2 separate regions of the Sus scrofa genome follow, and region 1 is linked to region 2. A link is a contact called in public HiChIP or PLAC-seq data. All regions are on one chromosome and are shown on one strand. The core of a region is the stretch at or near the end of the contact, and the rest is flanking DNA. Distances in the headings are between cores, read along the strand shown. Region 1 holds the start of PJA2 (E3 ubiquitin-protein ligase Praja-2). Region 2 holds the start of FER (tyrosine-protein kinase Fer).

The links. HiChIP or PLAC-seq counts read pairs in DNA pulled down with a chosen protein or histone mark.
Region 1: an H3K27ac HiChIP or PLAC-seq map of skeletal muscle shows a contact between it and region 2, with 4 times the contacts expected there. The contact joins the promoter of PJA2 here to the promoter of FER in region 2. A contact is called at or near these places in 1 of 47 Hi-C or Micro-C datasets (embryonic fibroblasts) and 1 of 2 datasets of contacts at active chromatin or transcription factors (skeletal muscle).

Annotation. Positions count from the first base shown.
Region 1 is chr2:114,674,348-114,678,795 of Sscrofa11.1, forward strand. PJA2 (E3 ubiquitin-protein ligase Praja-2) reads right to left here and starts at 1,414. Exons shown (of 12, transcript XM_021085401.1): 1 at 1,180-1,414. It overlaps MAN2A1 (alpha-mannosidase 2), which reads left to right and starts at 1,439. Exons shown (of 22, transcript XM_003123823.6): 1 at 1,439-2,641. The coding sequence starts at 2,507.
Region 2 is chr2:113,772,411-113,776,784 of Sscrofa11.1, forward strand. It overlaps FER (tyrosine-protein kinase Fer), which reads left to right and starts at 1,710. Exons shown (of 19, transcript XM_021084609.1): 1 at 1,710-2,064.

The sequences.
Region 1 (4,448 bases), core at 164-2,663, 900 kb after region 2:
GTAATTTTGTGTTTGATTTTCAGCAATATCACTTCATTGCCAGTCAATAAGAGCGTCCTTTAAAATGGTTCCTTTAAAATGTGCTTATCATTTCTCTTTGTAAGCATTCAAAGGAACTCAAAAGAACCACTCTCACACCATAGTCTTTATAGTCACCTTACAGCCTTAAGAGGCCACTGTAGCTGCCATTTGGTGCTTTAAGGCACTTGGTACTTCATCACAATCAGCTACAGGTTAACTGGGATGCCTCCTACAGCATGAATCACCAGTGTCTTATATCCCTTCGGCAAGGAATTCAGTACTAAACTCAAACCCAAAGACCCAATCAAAGCAAACTCCTAATTGTGTCTTTTTAAGTCTATCTCTTGGGACTACAGGTAAACTTAATAAAAAGATAAAACAGGGTTTTGGAGTAATGAGATTCACTAGTGAGAAGAGACCCCTCGAGAATACAGAAATAGCAGGTATAAGGAGCTAATTTTATAATAACCATTAGGCTGGGAGATAGCCTTCTCAAGGAGCTTCCCCAAACCTTCCCACGGCAAAGATACAGACAGTCCTGGAGAGGGCACAGCCTGGCTCACTGAATAGCAGAGAAGTCACTGTGGTGCCACACCTGCAGAACTTGTTGAAAATTGACTGCCTGGAACTTGCTACACATTTTGCCTCTAAGGTGCCAGAAAGCTATTCATTGAGGTAGTGTCTCTCTCCAGGGCCTTTACCATAAAAATCACTAGAGCTGGGGACATGGAAGGAAATCGCTGGTCCCTGAGCACTATAGGAGCTTGGCACTGGAAAAAAGCCAGATTTGCTGCTGCAAGAGCCTGCCTACCAACACCACGTAGGAAAACACCCTTCTTCCCGTAATGTCTCTTCAGTATCCTCTCCTATCAAAGATCCAGCCCCTGCTGGCAAAGGAAAACTTATTTTCAAAGGCCCAGATCCATTTTCACAGTACAGTGAAAAAGGGTGAATTTGGAATTGAGGAAATAAATCAATAACCGGCACAAGCATCACTTCTCAAGCTCCCCTCACAGATTTTGTAGCCAGATTTCTACACCTTTCTGGAGGGTCCTTCTGCAGGCTCCTTTCCCTCAGGTTTCACCAGAAGTTGCCAACAGCAATGGAGTAAAAGATTAGTCTGAACAGAATTCGCAGCCCCGTTCTCTTTCTCCTCACCGAGTTTCCGTCCAAGACACGCCAGGCCCGGGACATCAAGGACAGGAAAACTGGGCAGCGAAAAGGAAGTGGGGAGAAAGCTCAGCAGAACCCGGACTGCACAGCCTCACCGCCTCTCAGGGCCGCAACTCCGGCTACACTCCCTCCCAGGTCACAAAAGCCGTCTGAGGTCTTCCCATCGCAGGGGCTCCGGGAGGCCGTCGCCGGGCGGGCCGGCGGGCGGCGCGTTGTGATTGGGCGCCAGGGAGCCCGCCCCCTCATCCCGGCGCGTCGGGAGGGGGCGGGGCCCGCTGCCTGCTCAGCTCCCGGGCTGCGGGCGCCTACTGACCCAGCGGCCACTGCACCGCCGCTGTCTCCTGCTTGTGGCGGGCGGTGCAGGAGCACCGAGTGGCGCTGGAGAACCGGCGTTTCCTTTCGCAGCTGCCGCCGCCATCTACGCGTTTGCGGAGCGGGAGGGAGGGAGGGGACTCGCGGCTGCAGCTGGAGCGGGCTTCTCTCCGGGGACGGTCCTCCCGTTGCTCTCCTTTTCCTCCTCCGCGCGCCGCCGCCGCCCGCCCCCTGCGCCCTCCCGGCGCAGCCCGGGTCCGAGAAGGGAGAAGAAGGGTCGGCGGGGGGCGGGAGGAGCCGGCTGGTGGACGCGCGCTTGGAGGAAACTCTTGCCCGACCCGTGAGTCCCCGCTCCCGGGGTGCACGCCGGCCTGGTCTCAGCGGCGGCGGCGGCGGCGGCGGCGGCAGCAGGAAGGGGCTCAGTCCCGGGAGGCGGGGGCTGTACCGCGGGGGCGGGCCCGGCTGTCCCGGCGCTAAGTTGTGCGGCCCGGCTCTTCCCGACCTGATTTCCTTCCCCACGGTTCCTTGGACCCAGCTCCGCGCCACCGACCCCAGAGCCTCCAAGCCTGCACCTCCTGGGTGAAGAGGACACACCTGCCCTAATCGAGAAAACTTTTCCTGCCGACTTGGTCGGGGCGACGGTGGCAGGAAGTCCAGACAGCGACCTTTTCTCTGCCTGCCCTGCGCGCCCTGCCGGGTGCCGGCGCTGAGGTCGAGATTAAGTTTTAGCGGGCCCCTTCCGGGCTGCAGGCAGGTCCCGCCTCGGGAGCAACGCCCGGCCCCCGGGAGGGCGGCAGGCCGGGGCGAAGGCCAAGGGCGCGTGGTGGCGCCGGAGATAAGGTGCGGACCGCGTCTGGGACCCGCATCCACAGCCTAGAGCGCGGGGACAACGAGCCTGGGAGCAGAGAGCCTCCGGCGGCCGCTTCCAGGAGTCCACGGTGTCTGCCTCCTCCTCCTCCTAGTGAGGACAGTGCCCTGGCCTTGAGTCTATCGAGGAAAAATGAAGTTGAGCCGCCAGTTCACCGTGTTTGGCAGCGCAATCTTCTGTGTGGTCATCTTTTCGCTCTACCTGATGCTGGACCGGGGTCACTTAGACTACCCCAAGAGCCCGCGCCGCGAGGGCTCCTTTCCCCAGGTAAGCACCGGGAGCGAGGGCGCGGGGCTCCGAGAGAGTAGGCATGGGGGCCCGTAGTTACCCACTGCTACGAGACCTCTCTCTCCCGCCGGGGCTCCGCGCCCCGGCTAGGCGAGGCCGAACTGGAGGAGGCATGAATCCTTCTCCAACCCCCGCTCCGCAGCATTCGGACGGCGGTGACCGCGATCCCGGAGCCACCCCCTCCCGGGCGCGCGGAGTTAACAAAGTACTAGGCAGCATGCGGTGGCCGGATCGTGCTCATAGGAAATGGCCGTGTTCCTGTGCTCGTACCCAGGCCTGTTGGGGTGGTCACCTGCTGGCCGGTGAACTCGCGCGGCGTGAGGCGCTCCCTTGCAGGCGCAGCGCTTGCTGACAGCTCACGGGCTATGGTAGCCCCTCGGCACACACAGGGTTAAGCTGCACTGATCCCCTTCGCTCACCCAGTCACGGAAATGGATCAGACAGACCCCATCTGGGTGTTTCATTTATTTGTTTATCCCCGCTGTCTCTTGAGAAATAAAAGTTTATTTCGTGTTACAGACCTCTTAGATGTGAATCTGTAGGGTTGATTTTAGTGTCGTCATTCTTCAGCTATTACATCGTGTTTGTTTGGAGCAGAAGAGGGAGCCTAGTGAGGAAGCGCTTGTTATACTCTGGCCGGAAGCTGTGGGGCGCTCAGTCCTGAGCCCAGCGGTCAAATTGTCAAAGGAGTTGGGAAAACGACCCATCTTAAGTCTTTTATTTAAAGTTACTAAAAATAAGCAAACAGGGATGATCGGTTCTATTTGGGGGGCTGTCGCGCCGCGTGTGTTTCAAGTTGTTTTCCGGTGACCTGTACGCTCCATAGATTTTAGTAATACTGGGTATTGTGTAGTATCTTCTGTAATGAATGAACGTGAAGAACTCAAAATCCTGAGACGCTTATCTGTCAATTACTTGGCTCAAGGGTAGAGAAACGTAGGACGTGAACAAGTTGGTGTTTTGTTTTTGTGTGTGTGTGCGATTGTTTAAATGACCAAAGAATAGTCTTGCCTTTTGTTCTTGTCCTATGCTAGGACAAGAGGCTTGAGTTTAATGAAATTAGACTAGTAATTTTACCTCAGTTATTATGAAAGTGAAAAAAGACCCCCCTTTGTGGATGGTATCATCAGTACAGAGCAGGAGAACGATACTACAAATCTGGGTGTGAACAGATGTATTAAAAAATTTAAAAGCATTTGGTTTGGGGTAGTATTATAGAGAAAATATAGTGAGATTAGCACTATGGGATATCTTTAAATATTGAGTTTAGAGTTTGTCCAGTGCTTGTTGATGAGATTGGATTAAACAGTTAAAAAAAAAAAAAAAAGGGTAAACCTTCTGAAGCCAGAGCACAGGAGGAGTTCCGAGTCTTGTTTTATATGTTGTATAATTTGGGGGCTTAGTGTATTACGATTTTTCTCTCCCGGTAAATCCATCTTTAGAATTTTATCCATTACAGGAAAAAAAAATCATAAAAACTGATAGATTTTACCTAAAACGTTATCTGGAGTAATGTCCTTTGGCTTTGGCTTGATGATCACTTGGAAATGATTTATGCAAACATCTGGGGCTGAGGTTCTCTGGCAACCTTGACATTTTACTGTTTCTGAAGAAGTGAGTAAATCATTGGGTTACTGGGAAATTTTGGACAAAGTTAATTCCAGCATTTTAATATTCAGGCCTAGTCTTCATCAAGGGGCTAAAGTTCTGCTTAGAGTATAAAGCGTTTAATAGAAAGTGACAGTGACTGCTGGGAGAGAAGGCCCTGTGTGTATTCTGTTTTGTG
Region 2 (4,374 bases), core at 460-2,959:
TTTCACCCACTCCCACTCCCTGCCTCTGGCAGCCACCTATGTTCCTGCATCTATGAGAGTTTTTTTAAATTCCACATATAAGAGCATATGGGATTCGTCTTTCTCTGTTTGACTTATTTCACTTAGCATACTTCCCTCAAAGTCCATCCATGTTGTTGAAATGGCAAGATGTCATTCTTTTTTCATGGCTAAATAATATCCCATCTTTGTATATGTATACCACAACACCCTCTTTATCCACTCATGGATGCTTTTTTTCTTGACTTTTGCATTTCAAAGAGATAGTTTCCAGAGCCTTGAGGGACATTTCTGGGATGTAAAGCTAACAGAATACAAACTGACAGAGACCTATATATCTTCAAAATAATTGATAACACTTAAGAGATGAAAAAGTATTCAACAATTACCAGTTTTCTAAGGCCAATGCTCTAAGAAAGGGAAATGTCTTCTTTTGTCTTCAACAGGGAGAATGAAACTTTTTTTTTAAATTGTCTTTATGTTTTGCTTCTAATTGGTTATTTGTAACCTTTGTAATGTAATCTCAACTGCAGAATAATATAAGAATACAACGTCTTTTAGGCTTAAAAAATACAAATAAACAATTAAAACTTCTATAATACAATGAAAAAAAATTTTCTTTACAGCATGTTTTAGTTTCTTTAGAGTAAACAAAAGTCCTATTTAAAATTTGTTTTTCTAAATGTAGGGCTGTTACCTAGAGTAAAATAAATAACTCTGTTTAGAAAAAATATTCACTTTTCTTTGGCCCCCACTGAATACCCGTTTTGGAAAAGGAGGGTGGAGACAGGATTGACCTTAGAATTTGCTCCAGAGAAAGAATGTGCACCGTACAACACAATGCCTTTAAGAATGGACTACAGAAACACACCCTGGAATAGTGACTAATAACACCTATCACACTGTTACCAATCTCCTAGTTATCTTCGTTTAGTTCGAATTTCTCATTTTCCACTAAATTCTTTTGGTCAAGGACGCTTCAGGAACAACCCTCACTGGAGGAGCAAACCAACTTCGGTTCTTCACACACTCTAGACTCTGGAAGAGTTAGGGACCTACTGCAGGGGTCTACTCACAAGACCTGCCGTAAAGTTTTTAACCGCCTCCATCACAACTGCAACACTGAGTGTCTAACTTTTTTTAAAAAGAGGGTCTCAGGCAATGGGAATTATAGGAACGAGAAAGACAGTTCTCGCCTTTAAGGCACTCCGAGTCCATTGGGGAAGGTGAAAACTAGTTCAAGGGAATCAACGTTACAATAGCTGCAAGTAAGATATACAGAAAGAGCCACAGATTCTGAGGGTGAAAACTGCGTATTTTGGGTATTTTGGGCTGTAGGGTCCGCGCCCATTCCTGGAAATTTCAGCACCCGGGATCGCCAAGCAACCCCCCGGGCACACTTAACATTTTAATCACGCCTCCACCCCCACCCTCCGAATTCCTTTCCGGTTGCCGACCCGCCGGGTAGTCCCTTCCAGGCGGCCCCAGCTTATCACCCCCCGGCCCGGCCGGGAAGTGGCCGCGGCCAGGCGAGACTCCCAAAGTTTCCTGTGACGCTGCTGTCCGCCTTTGGCCGCATCCCGCCCTCACTCCCATCCTGGCAGCGTAGACACCAGCCAGAGAGGAGCGAGCTAAGGGACCAGAACAGCAGAGCCAACAGAAGCACCTCGGGACCCGGGCCGAAGCGGGGAGCGGGCTTAGACAGCAGCCGACGCAACTTCACGCCTCCCTTCGCCACGCCCGCAACCTCTACTCCGCGCGCGCCCACCGGGCTCGGAGCCCGAGTCCCACCCATCTCCGGCCGCGGCCAATCTGCCGCGCCCCGCCTCCTGGGAGGTGGTGGAAGAGGGGTTGGGGGTCGGGAGGCAGCGCCCGCCTTCTGCTGGTGCCCATTGGCTGAGACCTCGAGGGTGCCCAGAGACCGGAGTACAGCGGGATTGGCCGCGGAGGCTCGTGACAGCGGCGCCCATTGGCTCCGGCCGCCCCCGTGACGCGGGGTGGCGACTGGCTCCCGTGTCTGAGGGGCTCCTGCTTGTCAGGTTCTAGGTAGGTGAGTTTCGCGCCACCGGCGACAGGCGCTGTTGCCCGGGGCAACACCGGGGAAGGGGGGGAAGAGTAGGGAAGGCCAGCCGAGAACCGGGGCAATACTCCCTGCCCGCAGGGGGGCGCTTGGGGCTCAGCTCTGGTGCGGCGGCTGCGCCGAGGGCTCTTTCTCCGCCCTCAGCCACCCCCCTCCTGCCCCCGGCTTAGGGGTCTTGCCTCCGTCCTACGCCCGCGGCGGCGCATTCCAGTTTGGGGCTTGGGCCGGGCTGCCCACCCGGCTGGGCGAGGCCCGCTCCTCCCACCCACCCGGGACTAGACGCTGAGGGGGCTGGTGCCGGCGCGAGAGGGCAGAGCGGGCGCGATGGCTCCGCCCCGTCGCCGGGTCTGGGGGCTGCGGGGTTTGGGGCGTTGCAGGGAGGACTGTGGGCACCGCCCATCACGCCTGCACCCCTTTCTCTCGGCGCGCTCACTTCTCACTCGGCGGGCTCTCCGGCTGGGGCGGCCACCTACACCCCCTAGGTATTGCCCCACCCCTTCCTACCGCTGGGGCCCTGCGGTCTCCCTGGACCGGCGCAGTCCGCCCCCAGTTCTTCTCATGTCAGCTTCACCACCCCTTTTATCCTCCACCTTCCATCATATTTCAGTCCTGGCCAGGGGTAACCCTCGAGGGATAGATTAAGTCTGAAGCTAGCGCAACTGAGGCAATTTCTATTCCCTCTTTGCCATTTAGGGTTGAGGAGGTGTTTGGAGTCACCTTCGGGTCAGCTCTCTGCCTTAGTCTACTTTAGGATCAACTTTCTGAAACCCGCTAATTGGGTCGGTGTTGATAGGGTGGTACGTCATTGCACAAATTAACTGTGAAGTTGTTGCTTTTTACTTTTGGGCATTTGTGATTTTGATATATAGTACTGTGCAGTCCAGAGTTTAATAATTTATTAAGGCTGGTACTTTCATTTTCGTTTGCCTTATGGTTAAAAAATCTTAATCTTTTTAATTCATACGAAGCTGCGTGTATTCATAGTACTCATCAATTTGATATAACTTAAAGGTGTAGTGCCATTTTTTCTTTTTCTCAAGATAATTTAAAATGTTTTTAAAAATTCTCAAATGGAGTCACCGATATAAAAATGTAATAGAAAAATCAGTAAGAATAGACCAAAACTATTTTAGTAATTAAGACTAGAAAGTACTTTTCAACCTATGGAATGGGAACGGGAGTTTAAAAAATCTGTTGCAAAGTGTAATTATTTCACTGTGCAGTGTTGTAGTCCTGGTGTATGTAGCTACATGGGCTGTAGGAACACATATTTGTGAAGAGCCACACATTTGTCACTCAATACAAAGGAAGGCTCAGTGTATGTTTTGTGATTCGGGAAATCTTTTCTCTTAGTTCTCTCAAGAAAACTATGCTTTCAGAAGTATTGGAAATGTATTGAGAGTGTATAGGCATACTTGGCAACCCTTTCTCTAGTTTTTTTCATGAAAGACAGTTGGTGAAGATCTGTTTCTCTTACACACTGGTGGTTGGCAGCATTAAATACCTATTATGTAAAATTATATAGGGTCCAGTTAATGCAGCTTCTGCCGTATTTCAAAGGTTGATATCAGTAGTTGAAGAAATGATTCAGGCTTTTGATCGACACATTCTTTTCATCTTAAAGTGTTATGTATGTATAACTCTGGTCTGTGAATGTTTCTCATTTGCAGTTTTTTCCTCCAGTATTTTACTATGAAAAATTTCAAACAATGCAGGAAAGTTGGATTGTGTGCTGAGTACTCACCACTTACACAGCAGTAACATTTTCAAGACGGCTTTTATATGGTATATATATCCTCAGGAACAGAGGAACTGAAATTATCAAGTTTGAAAACCAGTATTATATAAATATATGTGTATCACACCAAAATGTTGTGGATTACTCATTTCTCTTTGTAGATGGAAATAGTGTTTATAAAGACTATACTGATTTAATTACATGAAACTATTATAAAGCAGTCCTGTGAGTAGAAAGTCATCATCTTTTTAAATCAAGGGCTAAATGAATTAATTGCATTTTGGCAATCAGAAAAAAACGAAATCTGATAACTCGTTATACAAATAAAAGTTTTGTCTTAAAATTGGACTTGTGTTAATAGATTATAGTTTTGTACTTGATTTTTTTTTTTTTTTTTTTTTTTGCTTTTTTAAGGCCTCACCCTCGGCATATGGAAATTCCCATGCTATGGGTTGAATTGGAGCTACAGCTGCCAGCCTATACCACAGCTACAGCAATGCCTGATCCATGCCTTATCTATGACTTACACTGCAACTTG